2 separate regions of the Mus musculus genome follow, and region 1 is linked to region 2. A link is a contact called in public Hi-C data. All regions are on one chromosome and are shown on one strand. The core of a region is the stretch at or near the end of the contact, and the rest is flanking DNA. Distances in the headings are between cores, read along the strand shown. Region 1 holds the start of Ptpn7 (protein tyrosine phosphatase, non-receptor type 7). Region 2 has its middle 57 kb from the start of Syt2.

Region 1 (5,938 bases), core at 441-2,940, 480 kb after region 2:
ATTGACCCTTTTGCCCCACCAACTTCCTTCCCCATCTCCCAGCCTCCTTTGCTCTTTACCCAAGAGCTCATCTTCCAACTTCTAGAACCCCACCGGGTCCTCACTGTGAGGGTCAAGAGGTGTGCTCACAGCCAGCAGGCTAACACTGTGAACTGAGGATGCTAGGCAGACCGGTGGGGGAGGGCTTTGCCTACTTCCTTCTCCCCGCCCCTGTGGTATCCTCACTTCCTTTTCTTGATCCTAATCAACAGCTGGCCCCAGGGCGGGTGGCTCTCTTTCCACTCTGCTCCCACTCCCTCCACTATCTGCCAGGGCAGACGCTCCTGTGGGGAGGTCCAGGCAGAGCCCAGTCTCCCTGTCCCTGTGCTCGGGTGTGCAGGGATTCCCAGGCTCCTGCTGCTGTCATCTCATCCTGGCATCAGGGCCAACCACTTCCCAACTCCACTGAGCTTCCCCCTCAGGAAATCCCACCTAGTCCTCTCAGGAGAGCAGGCACAGAGAAAAGGGAGCCAGAACCAACCAACCAGCCATGGAGAGGCTGGGAGAACCACCCTCTGACTTACAGCCAAGAACAAAGACAGGTGCCCCAAGCCCTAGGACTTCAAAGGCTCTTCCTGGTCCTCCCCTCCTCCCCGTGGGCCAGAGAAGGGCAGCCCCTCCCCCCCCCTCAGGTGCCATCCCTGTGCTTACTGCACAGCAGCTCTTTTTCGGTGTCACCCGTTTGACAGTTGAATCGGAGAAGTGGGAGGAAGAGAGAGAGGATGTGGAATTCAAGCAGTGGGGCCCAGGAACGCTTTGGGGAACATTACAGAGTGAAGGAGTCTTGCAAGCAAGCATGAACCACGAACCAGTTGGGCTGAGGGCCAGCGAATGGCCTAGCAAAGCCAGGCGGGGGTAGGGGGTGTGTGGAGTTCTAGACTTGGGGACTGCTCCCTTTCCACACCCCAAGCATCCAAGTGGCCCCCTGGTGAAGAGGACCTGGGAAGTCTCTGATGTGAGGGTCACAGCCTTCACCTATCTGTAAGTCTTCAGAGGAGATACAGGGTTCTAAGACACTCCCAGAGGGGTAGTCTGAGGGGCTGCTATGGAAGCCACCCCAGAGTCCTCTCCAGTTAAGCTCTGATACTTGTTCTCTGGTGACAAGCCTATGTCTGCAGGCTGAGGGGCCAGGGAGTTGGAAAGAAGCTTTCCTGCCTAGCCCTGGCCTCTCCTTCCTGTACAGAGCAAGGACTCCTGCCTCCTCTTCCCTGCCACCCCCTATGGCACCTCTGTGACACATCTGCTCTGTTTGGGGGTCTGGGTTTGGCCCTGAATTCCCAGGCTTTGAAGCAACAAAGCTTACAGGGGCAGAAGCTGAGAAGTGGAAATAAGTCTCTAGCCAAGGTCACAACCAGAAGAGCAGCAGAAGGTTCCCCATGGCTATCAAGGAAGAGGTGGGGGTGGGGGACAGCACTTGATGAGGACCCAGAGGAGGAGGCCCGAGGTGGTCAGGGAAGGCCTCATCTCTCGCCGCTTCCCAGAGCCTTGGCATCCAGTGAGGGTGGCGGGACAGCAGCCGCTTGCTCTTAGAGGGCACAGGAAGGATGCACCCGACCCCTGGTGGCAGCTTGTGGCAGGCACAGAAGGGCAGCCCGCAGTTGGGTGTGCGTGGGTGGAAGCCAGGAGGGGCGGAGGGAGGAAGCTGGCTTCCTGAAACCTCTCAGTCCTCAAAGATAGACGGACTGACAGACAGCTGGCAAGAGGCAGCCTGGGGGACATAGCTTCTTCAGTAAGTACTTGAAGTGAGTACAGACATCCTATGGCCCTGGGGTGGGATGGGGGGCTCCAAGGATGGGTTGAAGAAGCATTGAGTTTGGGGCTCCCATGCCTGGCCAGGGCATGAGAAGTGACATATCTGGTGTCCCTGTGACTGGAGGGCTAAGAAGCCACACAGAGTGCCAGGAGAGGAGAGGCTAAAGGCCCCTTCCTGTTGTGGGCAAGTACTGTCCCAGCCACACCTGCATGGGCCCACACTGCTCCCAAAGCTCTGTCCCCATGGGTTAGCGACTCTAACCCCACCACCACGTCACCCATGCCTTAGCTCTGAGAGACAGGGGCTGCCCCCAAAAGGTGATGCCCTCATCACCTCTATGCCCCCTCTCTCTTGTACCCCCAGCTGTAGCCTCACCATGCGCTGGCGCTCTAGGGTTTGATGAGGCCATTTCCTGTGACGGTTGCAGAGGCGGGAGACTGGGGGATGGGAAGGAGGAGGGAGGAAACACCCCTGGGCTACCGCCCTAGACAGAGACCCCAGGAGCCACAACTGATCTTGGAGTGGAACTGCCGACAATGAGAAGACCCTTCTAGAAGTTGGAGCGTGCCTGGATCCCTGACTGGATCCAGTGCTTCTCAAGGCCTCCATTTCTCATTATAGAGAAGCCTGCTAGCTGGCTAGACTCAGAGAGCTGTATGCTTTCTCCCTTTCCTTCTGTGTGGTTAGCAGGCTGTTGGCCTCATGCAGACCCCAGCTTAGAGCCCTGTGGACTTGGGTATCCTCTCTCTTCCTCCTTCTGGATTCCTTCCTATCTTCCCCATACCTGTATTCTCTCTAGTACCTTCCTTCTACTCTAACCCCTAACTGTCCTCTATCCTGCATCCCAACAGAGAGCTGTTGGGCCGCTTGCTTGAGGGAATAGCTGGCTGGCCTGGACTAGAAGCCTTCTTCTAGCTAATGAGGCCTTCGCGGGACCTTGTCTTTCAGGCATGCCTCATGGCTGAATGAGCCTCCCTTGGGCCCAGCAACCTACCCCAGCATGGTCCAGGCCTGTGAGGGGCGCTCCAGAGCACAGCTGCCGACCTTGTCTTTGGGGGCAGACATGACTCAGCCTCCACCCACCAAAGCTCCAGCCAAGAAGCATGTGCGGCTGCAGGAGAGGTGAGATCTTTCACAGGGAGGATCTTCCTAGGCCTGGATCACCGTCCCTTCCCTTCCTTCTTTCCTGTCCAGTTCTAACAACTGAATCCACAAGGCCTGGAAAAACCAAACCAAATAATGCTCATTTGAAGGTTGCTCGCCCATTCCTTGTATGGCAGAGGCACCAAGTTTCTCGTCATCCCTGGTCTGTCTGCTCTCTAAGTTTCAAGTTGTGATGAACAGTCTCTGGGACAAAGCTAGGGGCCTCTGTGGAGTTGGGTGTGCATTGGAGCCTCTGTGTTGGCTTGAGAGTAGGAGAGAGAGACAGCAGGAAGGAGCAGAAGAGCTGCAGGCTGCTCTGTTCTTATCTGATAAAGGAAAAGGGGAACGCAGTAGGGGCCTGACCCTTGAGTGCCCTGGGCCTCTAGGTCAAGACAAAGACTCAGCAGATCCTCCCCAGACAGAGCCCACAAGGAGCTTGAAAGCGAGGCAGATGCTCTGAGATGCTCACTGGGCAATGGTTGGCTGTGCTTGCAGAAGGGGCTCCAGTGTGGCTCTGATGCTGGATGTACAGTCTCTGGGCACGGTTGAACCCATCTGCTCAGTGAACACACCCCGGGAAGTCACCCTACACTTCCTGCGCACGGCTGGACACCCCCTTACACGCTGGACGCTACAGCACCAACCTCCCAGCCCCAAGCAGCTAGAGGAGGAATTCTTGGTAAGGAATCCTGGGGTCCTCTCCACATCACTTTACACTTCCATATCAGACCATCCTGGATTCCTTGGGCCTCTCTTCTCCTTGGGGTGTAGGAGAGAGGTTGTCCCCATCCTTGCTCTTCCTCTCTGTGTGCAGAGGATGGAATGGAAGAAAAGGAGGCTGGGAAGTGGGGGAACAGAGATTAACTCATTTATCCTCCCCCAACAGAAGATTCCCTCAAACTTTGTCAACCCTGAAGACCTGGATATCCCTGGCCACGCCTCCAAAGACCGCTACAAGACCATCTTGCCAAGTAAGGAGCACGGTGGGACTGAGGGGGTTGGTGTCCCTGAGGGTGAAGAACTCAAGAAGGCAAGATATACATATGGCCTGGGAGCCAGGCATAATGATGTATGACTATAATAATCCTCGCTCTTGGAGGTTGGGGTAGAGGATCAGGAATTAAAGGCCGGTTTCAGCTATATAGCAAGTTCTAGGCTAGCTTGGTTTATATGAGACCTTCACAAAAACAAGCAACAATAACAAAAAGCAGCTCTCCAAAGCCAAGGAAGATCAATGCTTGAGACACTTGTCTTTCAACAGAGAAAGGCTAACCCACACCCTGGCAGCCAGGAGACAGACAGTTGTTGCCCAGTTGCATGCTAGCATTTACAGACACTTCCTGCGGTTGCACGCCTGTGTGGTAGGTGTGAACTCACACAGATGGACCCAGGCCTAGCACCCCCAACTTCCCATAGGCCAGCTTGATACCCAGAGCTTAGTACAATGGCTTCTAGAACTGTGGTCCGAATTCAGCCCAGCACATGGGTCCTGCCCAGGACTGAGACTCCAGGCTCAGTGCCTGCTAGAAGAGACCAGGCACTGTCTGTGAACACTTGTCAATGTGAGTTGGATCAGTTTTGGCCTTGGCCTAATTCTAGCAAGCTCTCCAACCATCAAAGAGAGGAAGTTAGCTTCTTCATCCCCCATCCGGTTTGATTGGGGAAGAACCCACACCTCTGGAGAGCGAAGCCAATATTCCTTGTGGTTGAGTGATATCTTAAACAATGTATTCGTCTAACGCTTGTATTCATAATCAAAAAGGCATTTTTTTCCTTTGCAGAATCTCTTCCTCTTCCTATCAGTTCGCTCCCATTTTATACCCTTGCTGATCTCAAGGTTAAAACATGATAATATCCCAGTTGGTGTCTGCAGCTCTATGGTCTGTGCTTCACATCACCATTCAGTCCATCTTTCTGATTTGATTGCACCACTTTCCGGCTCAAAAACATCATGGCTCCCTGTTGTCATGAAATAGTATATTTTATAATACACAGCTATTATGTTATCTGTCTATAAAATAAAACAACGGACTACCTGCTGTCCACAAAGTACTGCAAACAGTGTGAGGACACGAACTCCCCTTTGACTCTGTCACAGTCTACATTCATTGGTCACCTTCTGACCTCTCACCTTTACTGATCTACATTTCCTAGATCCCCAGAGCCGTGTCTGTCTTGGCCGGGCACAGAGCCAGGAGGACAGTGACTACATCAATGCCAACTACATCCGGGTGAGTGGTCGGCTGCTGCAGCTGGGAGCCAGACTGCCTTAAAGATGAAAATACCGCATGAGACCTTCTGTAATCCATCTGCGACTTGGCCTCAAGGGCTCCAACTCCCTCCTGCCATAGCTCCCTCTGCTAGACTTGGGAGCAGGGAAAGAGATACATACTGAGTGACCCCCAAGAAATCAGTCTAGAAAAGGAGGTCAAAATTTCCAAGCCACCTTAACCTAACCTGTTACCCTACCCATGACAACCCTCTAAACTTGGCTGAGCCTAGTCACCAGTTTCTTAAAGGCTAACGGCTTCTATAAGCTGTACAAAGCCAGCTCAGGTAGGAATTTCTCTATCTCCTATTATCTCCTTTCCCACACTCAGTCTCTGCCCCCACACCTGACCCCTACCAAGTACTGCCTACTTTGTAGAGACTGACTGATGTCCATCTAATAGCAACCTCAAAGCAAGAGGGATCATCTATCCCAACTTCTTACCTTGTTTGGTGGATGGGTGTGAAACCACTGCCCTCTTGTGGCCAAATGTGGTAGGACAGTAGTCTGGGTGCTGAGGAGCAAAACAGTCAGACAGACTAGATCCATGACAGCACAATAGATCCGTGGTCCTCTGTTTGCCAGCAGGGACCAGGCAAACAGTGGGATGCATGGATGATGGAAGGATGATGGAAGCTAAGGATGATGGGAGGGAGGAGAACAGACTAGGTACAGTATGCTGGACTTTGGTGTCAAATGTATAAAAGTAATTTGTGAAATGTGAGACGTTCATT
Region 2 (5,687 bases), core at 730-3,229:
GCCTTCTGCCTTTGACCTTCTGAGTGCTAGCGTCTCGAGCATGGGCTCCCCCACCTGGTTTATACAGTGCTAGGACTGTTTCGTACATGCTAGGCAAACATTCTACCAACAGAGCTCCATTCTCTGCCCCCAAGCCCTGCTCTTCTGGATTCTGCATCCCAGCGGACCTTAGCGAGTTATTTAGCTGCTTTATCAGTTCTCACAGTTTATTCCACACTACCTATGGCTTTGTTGTCTGCTGTTTTGAGGCAGGATTTTGCTAGATAGCCCAGGCTGGCCTTAAACCCACTCAGGCTGGTTGGTCTCCAACTCATTATCCTCCTGCCTCAGCCTCCTCAGTACAGGGATTAGAGGTGTGTGCCACCACTTGACTATTACCTGTTTTTGGTTTGTTTGTTTGTTTTTGTTTTTCGAGACAGGGTTTCTCTGGGAAGCTCTGGCTGCCCTGGCATTTGCTCTGTAGTCCAGGCTGGCCCTTAGCTCAGAGATTTGCCTGCTTCTGCTTCCCTAGTGCTGGGATTACAGGTGTGAGCCATCACTGCCTCGATAGCTATTACATTTTCACAGTCTGTTGTGTGCCATGCTAGGTGATGAGCAATCAAAGGGGAATGAGACAGACCTGGCTCCTATGCCTGTGCTCACTCAGTGCCATACGGGTGAAGATGTCATTACAGAGAACTCATGGCAACTGTGACAAAAGCCATGTAAGAGCCTGCAAATAGTGCCTTGAACAGGTCTAGTGGGTTTTTTTGTTTGTTTGTTTTGTTTTGTTTTTAGATTTATTTATTTATTTATTATATGTAAGTACACTGTAGCTGTCTTCAGACACACCAGAAGAGGGCATCAGATCTCATTACAGATGGTTGTGAGCCACCATGTGGTTGCTGGGATTTGAACTCAGGGCCTTCAGAAGGGCAGTCGGTGCTCTTAACCACTGAGCAATCTCTCCAGCCCAGGTCTCGTGTTTTAATGCTTGCAGGGTGTATGTGTAAATACTATTAATACTGTTGTCACGGTAGTCCTTAGCTCCCTGTGTGAGCATCCACACATACAACTGGTTGGTTATTCACCATCTGCTCTGCCGGAAAGCCAGGCCAGGAAACGGAGATTTAGCCCTGGACTCTGTTGGCATCCAGGAGGCCTGTGGTAAATGACATAGTTTAAGTGGAGAAATGCCACATAACATTTCCCCCCTCCCCCCATAGGCAGTATAGTGACTATGGGCAGATTGCCTGGGTGTTATCCTGGTTCTGACTCTAGGCAAATTGTTAATCAAATCTTATTTTCAGTCATCCCGTGTGTAGAATGGAGCTTACCTGTCCCCAAAGTAGGGTGTTTGGGGGACGATGAAGTGAATGCGTGCCTGTATGTTCTGGAACAGTGCAGGGTGAGAGCTGTGTGAGCGAGTAATTTTTAACCACGTTTGTCTGTCCTTGTCCACAACAGAGTAGCCGCCCATTCCAGTGCCTCCAACTTCCAGCCAGTTCTGTTTGATGCCCAATGAGCCGTTTCTTGCCAGAGCTTAATTTCTGGGAAGGACCTGTCCCAGCCATCCTTCATTTCCATGTCTGGAACAGGCAGTTCGAAGAGGTTACTGGGGCGACAGATGACCAGTCCTGAGGGGCTGTGGGGAGCATTCGGCTGCCAGCCCCAAGAGTAAATTCCAGGCCAGGCTCCCCGGATGCATCTCAAGCAAGGACTGCTGGAAGCTTCCTCCCTGGGTGGTCTCCAGGCTGGGCACAGTGCCCTGCTGCTGAGGTCCTGGATTCTGGATGCCCTCCTAGCCCTTCCTTGCCACATAGGAAGCAGGGGGTGAGTTGTACCCAGTATGCGTTTTCCAAGTAGCTCCCAGGTATTTATCCGGGGCCTCAAGATTGCAGTTGTAGAAATAGCAGTTGTACGAGAGAAGGCAGAGCCTGGGCGGGTCATGCATGGGTGGCGGCAGAACTCAGCCCCACCCATATCCTGCTTGTATAACTCCTGCCCTCCATCTTGGCACAGCTGTCACTGGCCCTGTCTTACAATAAAAAAGCAGGGCTCTCTCCTCTACTTTCTGTTTGGAGGGACTAAGAAACTCTCTGAAAGACACAAGGCAGGAAATATCCCAGAACACCTAGGGACCCATAACACAAGAGAAACATTCATGATAGCCAATGTAGGGTGATGCTTCCAGAGCCCGGGTGGGCTGCTTGCCAACACCAGCTTCCTCAGTCCTTGGAGCCTGCCTCCTTTCTCTCTGCCCCCCTGAACAGAACTGAAGGGCCAAAGCACTCAGCACTGGGCAGCCTGGGCCCCTTGGAGTCAGGGAGGCTCCCTTCTGGCGTTTGCAAGGGCAGGTTCCTCTGAGCAGGGCAGGGAGTCCTCAGCCATGGAGAACCCTGTCTGGGCGGCCTATAATTGGGCTGATGTGGTGGCTCAGGAGCGGCAATTAGGGAATACTGCAATTAGAGGTGGAATTTTCCCATTACCACTCCCTGCCTCTTAATAGTGAGTGCAGGTGGTTGTGACTGTGAGCAAGGCACAAGGGAGATGGGGGAGATGGGAAATAGAAATGGGGTTTACTCTGAGGGTGGGGTGGGCTTGTGTGGGAGCAGCTTAACCCTTTCCATGCTTTCATACGTGGACTAGCCAGTGGGTGATCTGGTGGTGAGGCAAAGTTGGGGCAAGGGGGCCTTGGGTGTGTTAACCGTAACCAACTGAGGCAGGACCACTCAGGGATTCATATGTACATGTGTGTGTGTGTGTGTGTGTGTGTTTCCACGTAGGGTATTACTTTATAGTCCAGGCTGGTCTGAAACTTGCAGAATAGCCCAGGACGGTCTTAAACTGGGCATTCCTGTTACTTAGCCTCTTAGTATTAGGATAACAGGTATGAACCATTGCTGGGCTTTAAAAAATTATATTATTTTTTGCTGGGCACTTCTTTAATCTCAGTACTTACACAGCAGAGGCATGTGGATCTATGTGAGTTTGAAGCCAGCCAGGCCTACATAATGAGTTCCAGGCAAGCCAGGGCTACATAGTGAGGCCCTACCTAAAAAAAATAAAATGTCTATTTTAACTGACACAGAATGATTGTGTATATTTACTCGGTAGAGTGTAGCATGCATATATATATATAATATATGTAAATATATGTATATACATGTGTGTGTGTATCCTACAATGTGCGATGCTCAGATAAAGACCCTTAGCCCTTAGCACATCACTTGTCTCAGTCTTTATTATTATTATTATTATTATTACTATTTTTTGTCTATGTTACCTGGGTCCTCCAGACGGCCCCTGGAAAATTTAAGAAAAAAACAGCTTTCCACTCTGGTCTGAATTGATGGTCCAGATGTATGGGGCCTCTGTTTTCTGCTTTGAAAACTGGGGAAGTTTTAATGAATTTGTTGGAGAAGAAGTTCTTTGTAAAATGGATCTTACCTTTTCCTGCCCCAACACAGCTTGTTGGAGCAGAGAAGAGCTTTGGAGGCAGCTGTGAGGCCCCTGAGGAGGGCACCTGACAAGGGTCTTAGAAGTCCTCACTCACCTCTCCTTTGTGTCATTTGGGGACAACATATCTTAAAAACACATAGTCCTTCGTCTCTCTCTTCTTCGGGCCTGACTTGCCACATTCACAGTCAACCATGGATCCTTTTGCACCTCATAGCTGGAGCGGTCACAGGCCCGGTGAGAGACTCATCAGATGGCAGGAGAGATGGAGACTTGGAGGAGGGAGCCATCATCCAGTCACAGAGAAGGCATGGAGGAAGCTGCGTAAAAACCTATCAGGGCTGGAATCCAACATCACCACTGGAATCCAGAGAAGTTAGACTCCTGCTCAGGGGCAGGAGCTGGGGATTGTGCGCACAGGCAGTGTGGAGTTAATTGGTGGGGGAGGGCTCCCTCTCCCAGCCGTAGTCTCCTGTGAGGAGAAAAAGCATCCCTTTAATAAGGCCGCCCCGGTTCCAAATCAATCCTGGCATTGCAGGAGGCAAGGGGGAAACACAGCCACGAAATTGGATTAGCTCTTTGATGCCGGGAACCATGCTGGCTATGGTGGGAGGCGGAGAATGGAAGACCAAAGCTGCCCTTGAGGTCTGAGGCTGTCTGGGATACCTGGATGCCATTCCACCTCATCCTCTGCTGGTGGAGGAGCAGCAGTGTGTCCAGGGGGAGGAGCCAAAGCTTTAGCTACTGCCAGGCTGGGAGATGTCCCTGGAGTAGGAGTGATGGGAAAGAGGTAGAGGGACACTTGTCCCCACCCAGCTGTGTCCCACAGCTGCACATCTGAGGGTCCTGCACAAAGGGAACACACACGTGGCCAGGAATCGGGGTTGGGGGGGTGCTGTCTGTGTGTTCACAAGCAAGTTAAACTTCTGAAGCCTCAGAGGCCCCCTTGGAGAACAGAGCTAATCACACAGGGCTTGCCGCACCCAGGATGACTATACAAGGGGACATGATAGCAGTTCTCAAAGTATGCTCCCTGCGGGAAGTTCCCAACAGGTTTTTAGAAGGTACCTTAAGGTCAGGGCAGTTACAACAGTAGCATCAAAGTGTTCAGCATGTTCACAGGAGACAGCTTTAATGCTGACAGTGGTGGATGGAGATACTGAGACCTCATGTGAGTCAAGGCCACAGTGCCAAACTGTCCAGGTCATTGTATTCTTTGCCATGCCTGCTAAACAAATAATCACAGAAGGGGGACTTTGGTGAAGCTGTCAAAATCCCACTGATCCCACTGAGCCTGGACCCTGGAATGAATGAATGAATGAATGAATGAATCTTTTAAAATATTTTCTAAAGTGAAATGAGTAGAAAGCACTTCTGTTGTCCACTGTGATGGGACTGGAAGCCCAAATGCCTGGGCATCTGTTTGAGTTACAAGCTGAACTAGCCACTTTCTTCATGGGCCGACGTTTTCAACTTGAGAAAATGATTGACAACTACAGTCATTTGGAGTGAGTGCTGAGTAGCCATTTGTACAAAAAACAAAAACAAACAAACAAAAACCAGAAAACCAAACCAAAGCAGCAGCAACAACAACAACAAAAACCCGAAGAGATTGAGTCTGTAATTTCAAGAAAAACACCCAACATGTCAGTTACCAATGGTGCAAATCAAGCCTTCAAGCAAAAATAGAATTTTGGAAATCTACTGTCATGAAAAAGGCTTTTCGGGTCAGATCAGTGGGAATTTTACAGATAATTGGTTAATATTAGTGAAGTTTTCAATATTTGGAAGATCTGTCTTTCATGATAAATATGAAGCACTAAGTTCTAGAGTTTAGAACCATCCTTAATCTTCCATCGAGTGCAAGGTTGCTGATTCCATATTACAGTGACCCTAGAAACCATGACATGGTAAATTTTGTTGTCATATCAGGGAATATCCATAGTGATTTGAAAGCCTCAGGTGTGGTGGTACATACCCACAATCTCAGCACTTGGGAGGTGGAGGCAGGAAGATTGGGAGTTCAGGAACTCTATAAGAAAAATAAAATAAAATAGGACTAACAAATTGGCTCTGTGCATGAAGGTGCTCGCCACCAGGATTGATGACTTGAGTTTGATCTCCGGGCCCCCATAGTGGAAGGAGAGAACCAACCTCCGAAAGCTCTCCTTTGTCTTCCACCCATAAAGCTCCCCTGCCAATAAATACAAGTAAATAAATACTCAGCTTTTATTGTTTTCTTCTCTTCC

The links. A called contact is a pair of places that touch in the nucleus more often than the background predicts.
Region 1: a contact with region 2 is called in a Hi-C map of cortical neurons. The contact joins the promoter of Ptpn7 here to the enhancer-like site in region 2. A contact is called at or near these places in 3 of 39 promoter capture datasets (embryonic stem cells, hippocampal neurons and liver), 7 of 484 Hi-C or Micro-C datasets (cortical neurons, embryonic stem cells, palatal mesenchyme and 1 more) and 8 of 115 datasets of contacts at active chromatin or transcription factors (embryonic forebrain, embryonic midbrain, embryonic stem cells and 4 more).

The regions. Positions count from the first base shown.
Region 1 is chr1:135,131,010-135,136,947 of GRCm38.p6, forward strand. Ptpn7 (protein tyrosine phosphatase, non-receptor type 7) reads left to right here and starts at 1,691. Exons shown (of 10, transcript NM_177081.4): 1 at 1,691-1,781; 2 at 2,741-2,914; 3 at 3,431-3,614; 4 at 3,822-3,906; 5 at 5,090-5,166. The coding sequence starts at 2,793. It also overlaps the pseudogene Ptprv.
Region 2 is chr1:134,649,887-134,655,573 of GRCm38.p6, forward strand. It overlaps a transcript of Syt2 not described here. Among named protein-coding and RNA genes, the nearest start is that of Syt2, 57 kb to the right of the region's middle. Within about 2 kb of position 1,980, at least 72 of the 459 cell types and tissues checked have an H3K27ac peak or open chromatin away from gene starts, as enhancers often do. A contact at or near this core is called in pro-B cells, where this site is marked.